2 separate regions of the Anas platyrhynchos genome follow, and region 1 is linked to region 2. A link is a contact called in public Hi-C data. All regions are on one chromosome and are shown on one strand. The core of a region is the stretch at or near the end of the contact, and the rest is flanking DNA. Distances in the headings are between cores, read along the strand shown. Region 1 overlaps LGSN (lengsin, lens protein with glutamine synthetase domain). Region 2 overlaps EYS (eyes shut homolog).

Region 1 (4,463 bases), core at 1,028-3,527, 140 kb before region 2:
CTGTACTGGGCAACCTGCCATAGGTGTCCCTGCTTGAGCATGGGTGTTGGACCAGAGGGCCTCCAGAGGTCCAACATCAACCATTCTGTGACTATTTTTTGAGTTCCCCCAAAGTCATTGACTGAAGAACACTGACTCTGTAGGGAAAGCACACATACCATATCTGGTCAGCTAAGGCAACTATAAGAAGCCTAAAATACCAGCTTTCTCACAACTTTCCTGAATCTGTATGAATTGCAATTGACATAACTAGTAAGCCTTTGGAAAAAAAAAAAAAAAAAAAAAAAAAAAAAAAGGTGGGGGAGGTTTTTCATAAAGTGGAAGGCTTATTCTTGACATGAGTGCTATTCCTCTGCTAAACAAAATCCCCGCTTCAAAACAGGGTGGTGCTGGAGTGTTTCAAAGGCCTCAAAGTATTAACATGAGCAAAATGGCACTTTGTTCCTGGGTTCATTTGTTGAAGGGGCTGAACGATTTGGCTGAAATATTATGGAACTCAGCCAGGGGCACAGGCAGGGTAGGAAAAGTTTTGGCTTAAACTCAGCATTTCAGAAAAGGTGGAAACAACTAAAAACACTATTGCATAATGGGAATGGTAGCTTTCTTCAATGGTGCCTTCAGTGGTGCATAATAAGTGGTGCTGCTAACACCACATGTAACAGAGTTCTGACCTGCTTTTTTACTTTCCATTACTGCAGCAGGGGAAGGTTTTTTTTAATACAAATACGGGAATACATTAAAAAGTCATTAATGACCCATCCTATATAACATTCATTTCTCCTCAACTTGGCATGCCGTTTTAATTAGGGGCTTGAAAAATGAAAAAGAAATAAACACGGTCTGAAGATATTCCTAGCATTATTCTCTCTCTGACATCTCCAATGCAGACCACAGCCCTCCCAACCTGTGAGAGACAAAGAGACATGTGGAAAGTGAGAGATGTATATCCTGTGTGCCAGCTAATGTTAACAAGATGTACATGCCACTGTGACTCAGCAACAACAAACCTGCAATTTCCGGCAGGCTTCAGGCATTTGACATCAGAATGACTCAGCGTCCACACAGAGAGTTGAAGAGTTCTTTGCACAATTGCACCAGAGCATCTTTAAAATAATTTTGCAGAAATAACTGTAGTTTTCAAGGTCTCCCTATTCTTATATTTAGTTATTGCAGTAACCTTCTTGTGATTGTTTCAAAAATCAGTTACTATCACATGGAGCTGGTTGTGGCTCCACTACTCTTACAAAACAGTATTGCATATTGTTCTTCAATAAATTCTTATCATACCTTATTTTCCACCAAATCTTTGATATTTGGGAATGGAGGCAGCAGGAACACAGAGCCCACAAAGGAGCTGTGCCTGCATTTTATTAGATTTTGTTCATCTACTGCTGCTTTAAGAACCACTTTCTCTCAATTTTATTTCTCAGAACTTTTTGGCAGCCCACTGAAAAAAAAATAAACATAAATATTCTAAGGTAGGAGTTGTCACTGAATACTGGTGAAAGGGAGCTGAGTGACATCCTACAGGCTGGGGGAAATTTTAATGCTTAAGAATGAGAAGTAAATCATACTTCTCCCAGAGAACAGCCCACCTTCAGCACCTGAACAACCCCACAGTTCCTAGCATAACCACACAGTGAGCTCAAGACCTCTAGCTCTGACTGAAAAGTAGAAATTTAAAACATGCTGAAATGGACAAGATCCCTTCACCCATGCTTACAAAGGTGGCCATAACTACTCATCCTCAGTCAAGAAGTCCCATGTGGAATACAAAATCACTCCACAGGTGAACCACGGTGTTTGTAACTCTTCTACATGAAGGCATCTAAGCACTAGCATACGGACTCCCACAAATAAAACAGGCTCGTATTGCGCAAAAGTCAGCTCTGATGAGTTTTGACATCAGTTATTTAAAAAATAACTGAGAGCTCAAAATCTGATAATGGAGATTCTTACAGTGTCATGTAGCAGTTGTTGTTCCAGTCATCTTGTATAACAGAGAGCTAAGCAATTGACTCAAAAATTAATATGCAAAAAGAATATTACCCAGGTTGCAAGGTATTTGTTGACATTTACTTTTTTAGGTGCTGCAACCCCTGTGCAGGCTCTGCTTGTGCTTCTGGCAAAAAAGATTCTGGACAGCTTCAATCCAGATGTTGGAGAGTCACTTTAGCTGTTGCTCTCTCAGTCACTTGAGTTCTTTTACCCTGCTCAAGTTAAAGAAAACAAGTGAGTGCTTAAACATGTTAGCTTGGCACAACAATACCTTAACACAGGCACACAGCTGGTGTGTGACCATACGGCGGGGAATGCAAGCTAGGAACTTAGGTCAGACACTAGGAGTTAAGAAACATCAGATAAATTACTTCCTGGCAACTTTAATTCTGTTCCCTTGTGCAATTACATTTCAATGCAGTCTTTAATTATGTAATCACATCCTATTCTTCCTCTTTTTGCCTCTTATTTTTAATGAAGAAACTGGATTCCCTTGGTAGCTAAATTAAGATTTCAGAAGCAACTGTAGATATAGTGATTCCTAGTTTTCAGATGCTTGACCTGCATTCTAATTTATATTTTTTGGCATAGCTTTTTTCATATGTAAGTTTAAATGGAATGATAACATCAAAGTAAGGTGAATTCAGAGTGTCTTTTACCCCAGCTTTGCAAGTGGCTGATGTAGTCTTTGTTTTTCATCCACCACAAGCTTCAAACCCACACACGCTGCCTTGTGAAAAGTTTCATTGTTTGGTTGGCTTGTTTCTAGAAGAAAAATGTTTCTACTAAATGTTGAAATGTAATCATACATCATGGGAGATGTCACATTCTCTCTGAAAATCTTGAAAGAAAAAAAAAAAAGACAAGTAATTGATCTGCAATTCTCACAAGGTAGCATTCCAAATTTATATATATATATACATATATATAAACATAAAAGTTTGGAGTTGAAAATTTATGAGGTCAGGTTCAGACTTCTTGCATTCATTTTTTCACCAAAAAGTCAATATTTTCTTTCAGGGAAGAAAGTCAGCTCTCGTAGTTACTCTGCTTCCAAGTGGTAGCTAGCACTGTTTGAAAATGTTACCACGCAATGGTAGGACAGCAGAGAACAAATTAAACAAAATTCTTTCCTCAATGTACTTCAACTTGCATTTGAAATTGAAGGGAAGAAACTGTTTCTAGTTTTGTTTACTTAACCTACTTCAGCTCTTTTGTTTGTAGTTATAATGAAGTTCTAGAGGTATTGATGAACCACTCAAAGAACACTGTGTTTTTGTCCAGGTCAGTCAGTGGGTCCAAAGATTGAAAACAAAATGTTACATTTTCTTCTTGGTAATTTAAGAAGCTTTGATATTGCTGTTTCTGCTTAATGCCTGTTTAAAAGCATCTTTTTCCAACCACCACTGACCAGACCTGAAAGCTTTTTGTATTGTTCTGAAGGAGGTTATTCATTCTGGTTTAATCTATTGTGAGCTAACGTGATCTGGATGTCAGATTTGCTCTTTATTCAACTAAGTGACTCATGGCCACTTCTACTCCAGTTTCTCCACATCTTCAGCCTGTTTTTCCAGGTTCACCTGGAGTTTGGGCTAGGCTGCCTTCAGGCAGATGTTCTTCATTTTGACTTCTCTTTTCAGTCTTGTAACTGAGGCTAAAGTGTGAACATAAAAGAAACCAAATATCCCAGGAATGTGATGAAAAAATATGAAACTTTTCTAGAGGTCATTAACCTGTGAACCTATTTAATCAGTCAAGGAGATGCCACGCTACCATGAAACATGGGAAATATTTGAGATTTATAAAGTTTTAATATTATACAAACTTTTGGCTGATGAGCTTTTGTATTAAATTCTTTTATGAATCTTTCGGAGAACAGATTGTCACTGTACAGCCCTGAGACTTTGTTATGGCTTGCACCAGACGTCCTGTGCCTGAAGCTAATAAATAGCTGTGATATCAAAATTTAAAAGGCAATACTGTGCATTCCTATGGGACTCCTCCTTTTCAAAAGCCTTTCACACTAATGAAATGACTTTACTAAAAAACAGGAGTTTTATCAGATCTGGCTTGATTCAGATTGCCTGTCCTATCTTGTTGTATTAGTGTAGAGGACATGGAATCCATCACACAGAAAAATTACCTAAAAATAATCTGCTCAAGAAATAACAATTACTAATTGCTTTTGTTTATCTGAATTAAATTTTCTACTGTTCACAGAATACAGCTCTTTCAGAGAACCCCTGTTGCTTTGTGGAAACGTTTTTTGGGAAAAGCATTCTCTTTTTATGGTGTTGCTACCAGGGATTTTTTTTTATTCTGCCTCTCATTTTTATTATTATGAAAATTAACTCTTGTATGAAGACAGGATTTTTGTTCTTTGAGATTTATTCATAAGAACACCACTTTTTAGCATTTATTTAGCACTTTTCATCTTTGAAAAAGCAACAAAACATCTGTTAGTT
Region 2 (4,320 bases), core at 1,319-3,818:
AACGAGAAAGCGAAAAGAACAGAGATAGACATAGGGACCACAGTGACAGAAGTAAAAGCAAAAGGTAAAAAGATGCAGGCAGTCTTTTAAAATCCTATTTAAATAAACTGTTAGATTAATGTCGTAAAACTTTGTATAAAAAGAAAAAAAGCCTGCTAGGATTGTGCCATCTTTTTTATTCAGTGTTGGTGTTTTGCAGAAACAAGTCTGTGTTTTGGTACCATTCAATGTACCAATACTCATCCTTTTTTCATTATACCAACTATCGCTAGAAGTAGGAGTTTAATATTTTTAAAGATTTTACATTGCTGTATATTCAAAATTTTAAAGATTTCTTTTATTAATATGCAATAAAGGCTTAGAAATTTTCTTAGCTGATAAAGTTGGCTTTAGTCAAGTCTGCAATATAGTCGCTGCCTTTGGTAATTTGTGCTCTCTTCTGTTTTAAGATGCTCTGATAATTTTACAGATGAATTTCATACGATAACCTTCTTTTTAAATTGCACTCTTTTTAAGGATTGTAGCAAAGCCTCAGAGTCCACACATACTACAACAAAATATAATATGCTCGGCGATGTGAAGAGTTTTTTAAATTATTCAGTAGTACAATAAAATAATTCAAGTGTATTTCATTGGTTTTTCAAGTATTTCCTAAGCATCTAAAGCAGTCTGTGACCAGAAATTGGAAGGCTGAGCTGCTCGAATGTTATTGCTTTAAACTGCACTTGTTTTAATAAGAAAGCATTTTTAACCTAAGTTCTTGAAAATATGATTTGTGGTAGTTGATTCATTTCTCCCACCATTTTCCATGCTTCAAAAACTTGAATACCTAAGCTTGTACATTACTTTGTGTTTTGCTATCCTTTTTACTGTAAAATGTAAATATTTTAAGGGATATTTTGATTCTAAAATGATAAAACTTTCTCACATACTGTGTGTGTTTGATTTCATAGGTGTGAAAATGTAGACTAAATGAATATAGCAGGCTAAGTTGTACAATGCCACACTGGTCTTATGGCTAAGTCATTCCGAGTTTTGGGGGGGGTGAAGAAAGGGGAGAAAGGTAGAGGGAAATTTGTACCATTGGGACTTTCAGTAAATTGACTGCTATCCATTTCAAAAACTAAAAGGCAGAAAAAAAAAAAAAAGAAGAAATAAAAAAAAGACAACCTGAATACAAACTAAAATCTCCTGCTCTTACCCTTCCTTAAATACCCTGGTCATTTTGTCTAGTCTGTTAGAAACAAGAAAAACATTCCATTATGTAAACCAAAAGTTAGGTTTATTGTTCTGTTTCTCAGTGTTCTGTTTTTTATTTTGAGTACATTACCTTATGTATGGACATCGCATTTTGCACTTTGCTGTAGAAAAACCTCTTCTTTTTCAGAAGGTCTTTCCAGTCTAACAACACACTAATAACTGTTCATTTTAAATATGGATGTATTTTAAAGTAAAATTTCATTTGGGTACCCTGCAGATAGATTCACAGTCAATTCAACTAAAATAAAAAGAATCTTGCACCAAATGAAGGGGGCAGTAGCCTTTTATTCAGTGATGTTTCTTAGCCTCATAATTGAGAAGATCTAAAGGGAAAAATCCTCTGTTAGTAACCAGAAGCAATATTTATCCTTCTGAGTTTTGTAGTGTGATAAAATGACATTAAATTAGCTTTTTCCAAATTAATTCCATGATCTTGATAGCAGTAGTGCCACCGATTATATCAGGTAGTAATATGCACACGTTGTGTTGCTTAAACATTTACCCCAGTGTTCTTTAGATATAAAACTGCACCACAACCTTGGTTTGTGTTTGAAATCCATTTTAAATCAGTAGCTCTGCTTGTGAAGGTTTTCTTTTGACTTGTCCAAAGGTGGTCTAAAAATAAACTGTTAGTGGTGAAAATCGCAGCTGCCTGCACTGAAGAGAATGGGAGTGCTTTCTGTCAGAATTACCAGAAGCATTTTGTTTGGAAAGAGTAAGTAAACATTTCCCAAGCTTGCTTTACTACCTGCCTCTTGTATGCGAAGCCTGAAGAGTGCCAAAGTGAAACAGCTCTGGAGGTAGAGTTTTAAGATTTTAAATGAACAGGCAGAGACAGCTGACAGAATTTGGTCCTAGAACTTCAGTTAAGGTAATAGGAACAACTCCCACTGCTGCAGGGGTGAAGGACTTGTCTTCTCCATTGCCTTCAGTCACTCTCCCTCTGACATTGGTGTTAGCTGGGAATGCTCTGATTAATTGTTACTTGTTTTATGCTGAATCACTGCTCAGACCACAAAAAGCAGCGTGCACTCGTGGGGAACTGGCAGTACACCAGGAACCCCAGAGAGAACAGGATAAACCCTAAAGACGCTCCCTTCCCCAGCATCACATGGCCTTAAAAGGCCCTTCTAAGAGAAACGAAGAGGAGAAGAATCTGGAGCCAGCTCAAATGCCAAATAGGCTTTGTGAGCTGCCGTTACTTGTTGGAAAGAGGGGAGGAAGCTCTGCTGCATCAGCCTGATCGCTTGAGGGTTCAGAGCAGCTTAAGAGGATGGAAAGAACCTCGCAAAGTTGTTTGCAAAGCCTTATTAGAACATCTTGTGGCAGTTCCATCACCCTGCCCCTCAGTTAATCTTTGAGTCATCTCTTACTGCTGGCAAGGCACTTGTTGCCACATACTCGTAATGGTTATGTGGCAAGTAACATGTGTCACCTGGTTTTGCTGTGCCTATTGTCTATGTTCCTGACCTGCTTTATAGGAAGAAGAAAAAAAAAGTTGCTTGTCCCTGATCAGTACCCACTGAAGATTTCTGTTGGGAAAATTCCCATGCAAGGAGTTGAGAGTGGATAATGTGCTTTGGAGCAAATAGTAAAGTTAAAAGGGAAAAAGATAGGAAGCCATCACTACTATTTTTATATATTTTATTTATACAGTAAGTCAGCAGTCAAATGAGGAAAACAAATGCCATCACAAATCATGTGTCTAAGCAGATTAAAATACAACTTGATTTCTTTTGTATTTATATATTGAAGTGTTCTATTTTTACTTTTGATGTTAAAAATTCAAAAAAATAGTCATGGAAATTCAATTTATAGTGGCTAAAAATTTGTCTAGTAAAATCTCAACATCTCATTTAGAGGAATAAAAGCCGGAAGGTATAGCTAAAGCAAAGCAGTTGTTCGACTTTATTAAATCTATTAGGAACTGGAGTTATTTGTAGGCAGACTGCCACTGTCCCACATTCCAGCTGTAAATAGTTAAGAAGTTTTCATGTAGTCAAATCAGGGAGACCTCTGGTGGAGAAATACAGTAGGCATATTTTTATGCCTCAGTGGATATGTATGAGCTCAGTAATTAAGTAAAATATCTTTTCTACCCTTATGGAAGAATGATTTTAAATATTTTAGCAGTCTATTAAGTTCTACTGTTTTACATAAAAGTATGTGTAATGGATAGAGACTTGGAAGGTAGGAAGAACAACTCCATTACCTGAAATACAGTCATCGTGGACTTAACAATTAACTAGAGGTGTTATGATTTTTATGAAAGTGCATGTTATTTTTTTAACATACACTTTTTACCTCAAGTACACTTTTTTTCCACCTACAAATACTGCTTTTTCTCTTGGTCTTAAAATTACAAACTACAGAAGAGAAGCTATGCATTCTAATAAAACTTAGTTTTGGAAAAACAGGTAGGTTGTCCTTATCTACAAACAATACTGTATTTTTGCAAGCTAATTACCATCTGTTTACAAAATTATTTCTAGCACAATAAAGAAAAAATCAGACTTCTTCAATACTTTAAAGTAAATACCAAAATGTATGTAAAAGTACTTATGAGTAAAGTAAAAATTCTGACAATATTTTATATCTGCTATTAATACTCAACATTAAAAAAGAAAAGGAATTGGAGACAATTTTACTAATTGCTTTCTTACATTTGTTCCTGAATATTACACTTTCACCTAATACAAGAGGCAGGACAAAAATGAAATGTATCACTTTTAAAGGATCTTAAATAGTTTTTCAATTAATTTCTATGATCTCCATTATGGACATTATAACCTTCTGCTTTCATTAGCTGAACCTTTTTAGAATCCTGGAAGAGTGCAATATCTTTAATTTTACCAGTGAATTCCTTCTGAAAAAGCCCTGCAGTGACTGTATGGATATTTCTGCCAATTTCAAACCCACCAAAATAACAAATGCCGCCATAATTTAAAGCAGTGTATTTTCTGTCTGGATCAATATCTTCAAAAATAATTAGTTCCTCATCAAGATACACCTTAATACAAGTTTGATTTTGGATTACAGTAACAAAATGCCATCTTTCAT

Evidence for each region. A called contact is a pair of places that touch in the nucleus more often than the background predicts.
Region 1: a contact with region 2 is called in a Hi-C map of skeletal muscle, with 4 times the contacts expected there. The contact joins two enhancer-like sites. A contact is called at or near these places in 2 of 8 Hi-C or Micro-C datasets (skeletal muscle and small yellow follicle).

The regions. Positions count from the first base shown.
Region 1 is chr3:93,347,750-93,352,212 of IASCAAS_PekinDuck_T2T, reverse strand. All of the region lies in intron 1 of LGSN (lengsin, lens protein with glutamine synthetase domain), which reads right to left. Among named protein-coding and RNA genes, the nearest start is that of LGSN, 26 kb to the right of the region's middle. Within about 2 kb of position 2,277, at least 3 of the 8 cell types and tissues checked have an H3K27ac peak or open chromatin away from gene starts, as enhancers often do.
Region 2 is chr3:93,206,094-93,210,413 of IASCAAS_PekinDuck_T2T, reverse strand. It overlaps EYS (eyes shut homolog), which reads right to left. Exons shown (of 30, transcript XM_072035108.1): 30 at 4,260-4,270. The coding sequence ends at 4,260. It overlaps PHF3 (PHD finger protein 3), which reads left to right. Exons shown (of 15, transcript XM_072036313.1): 15 at 1-1,169. The coding sequence ends at 68. Among named protein-coding and RNA genes, the nearest start is that of PHF3, 50 kb to the left of the region's middle. Within about 2 kb of position 2,568, at least 4 of the 8 cell types and tissues checked have an H3K27ac peak or open chromatin away from gene starts, as enhancers often do.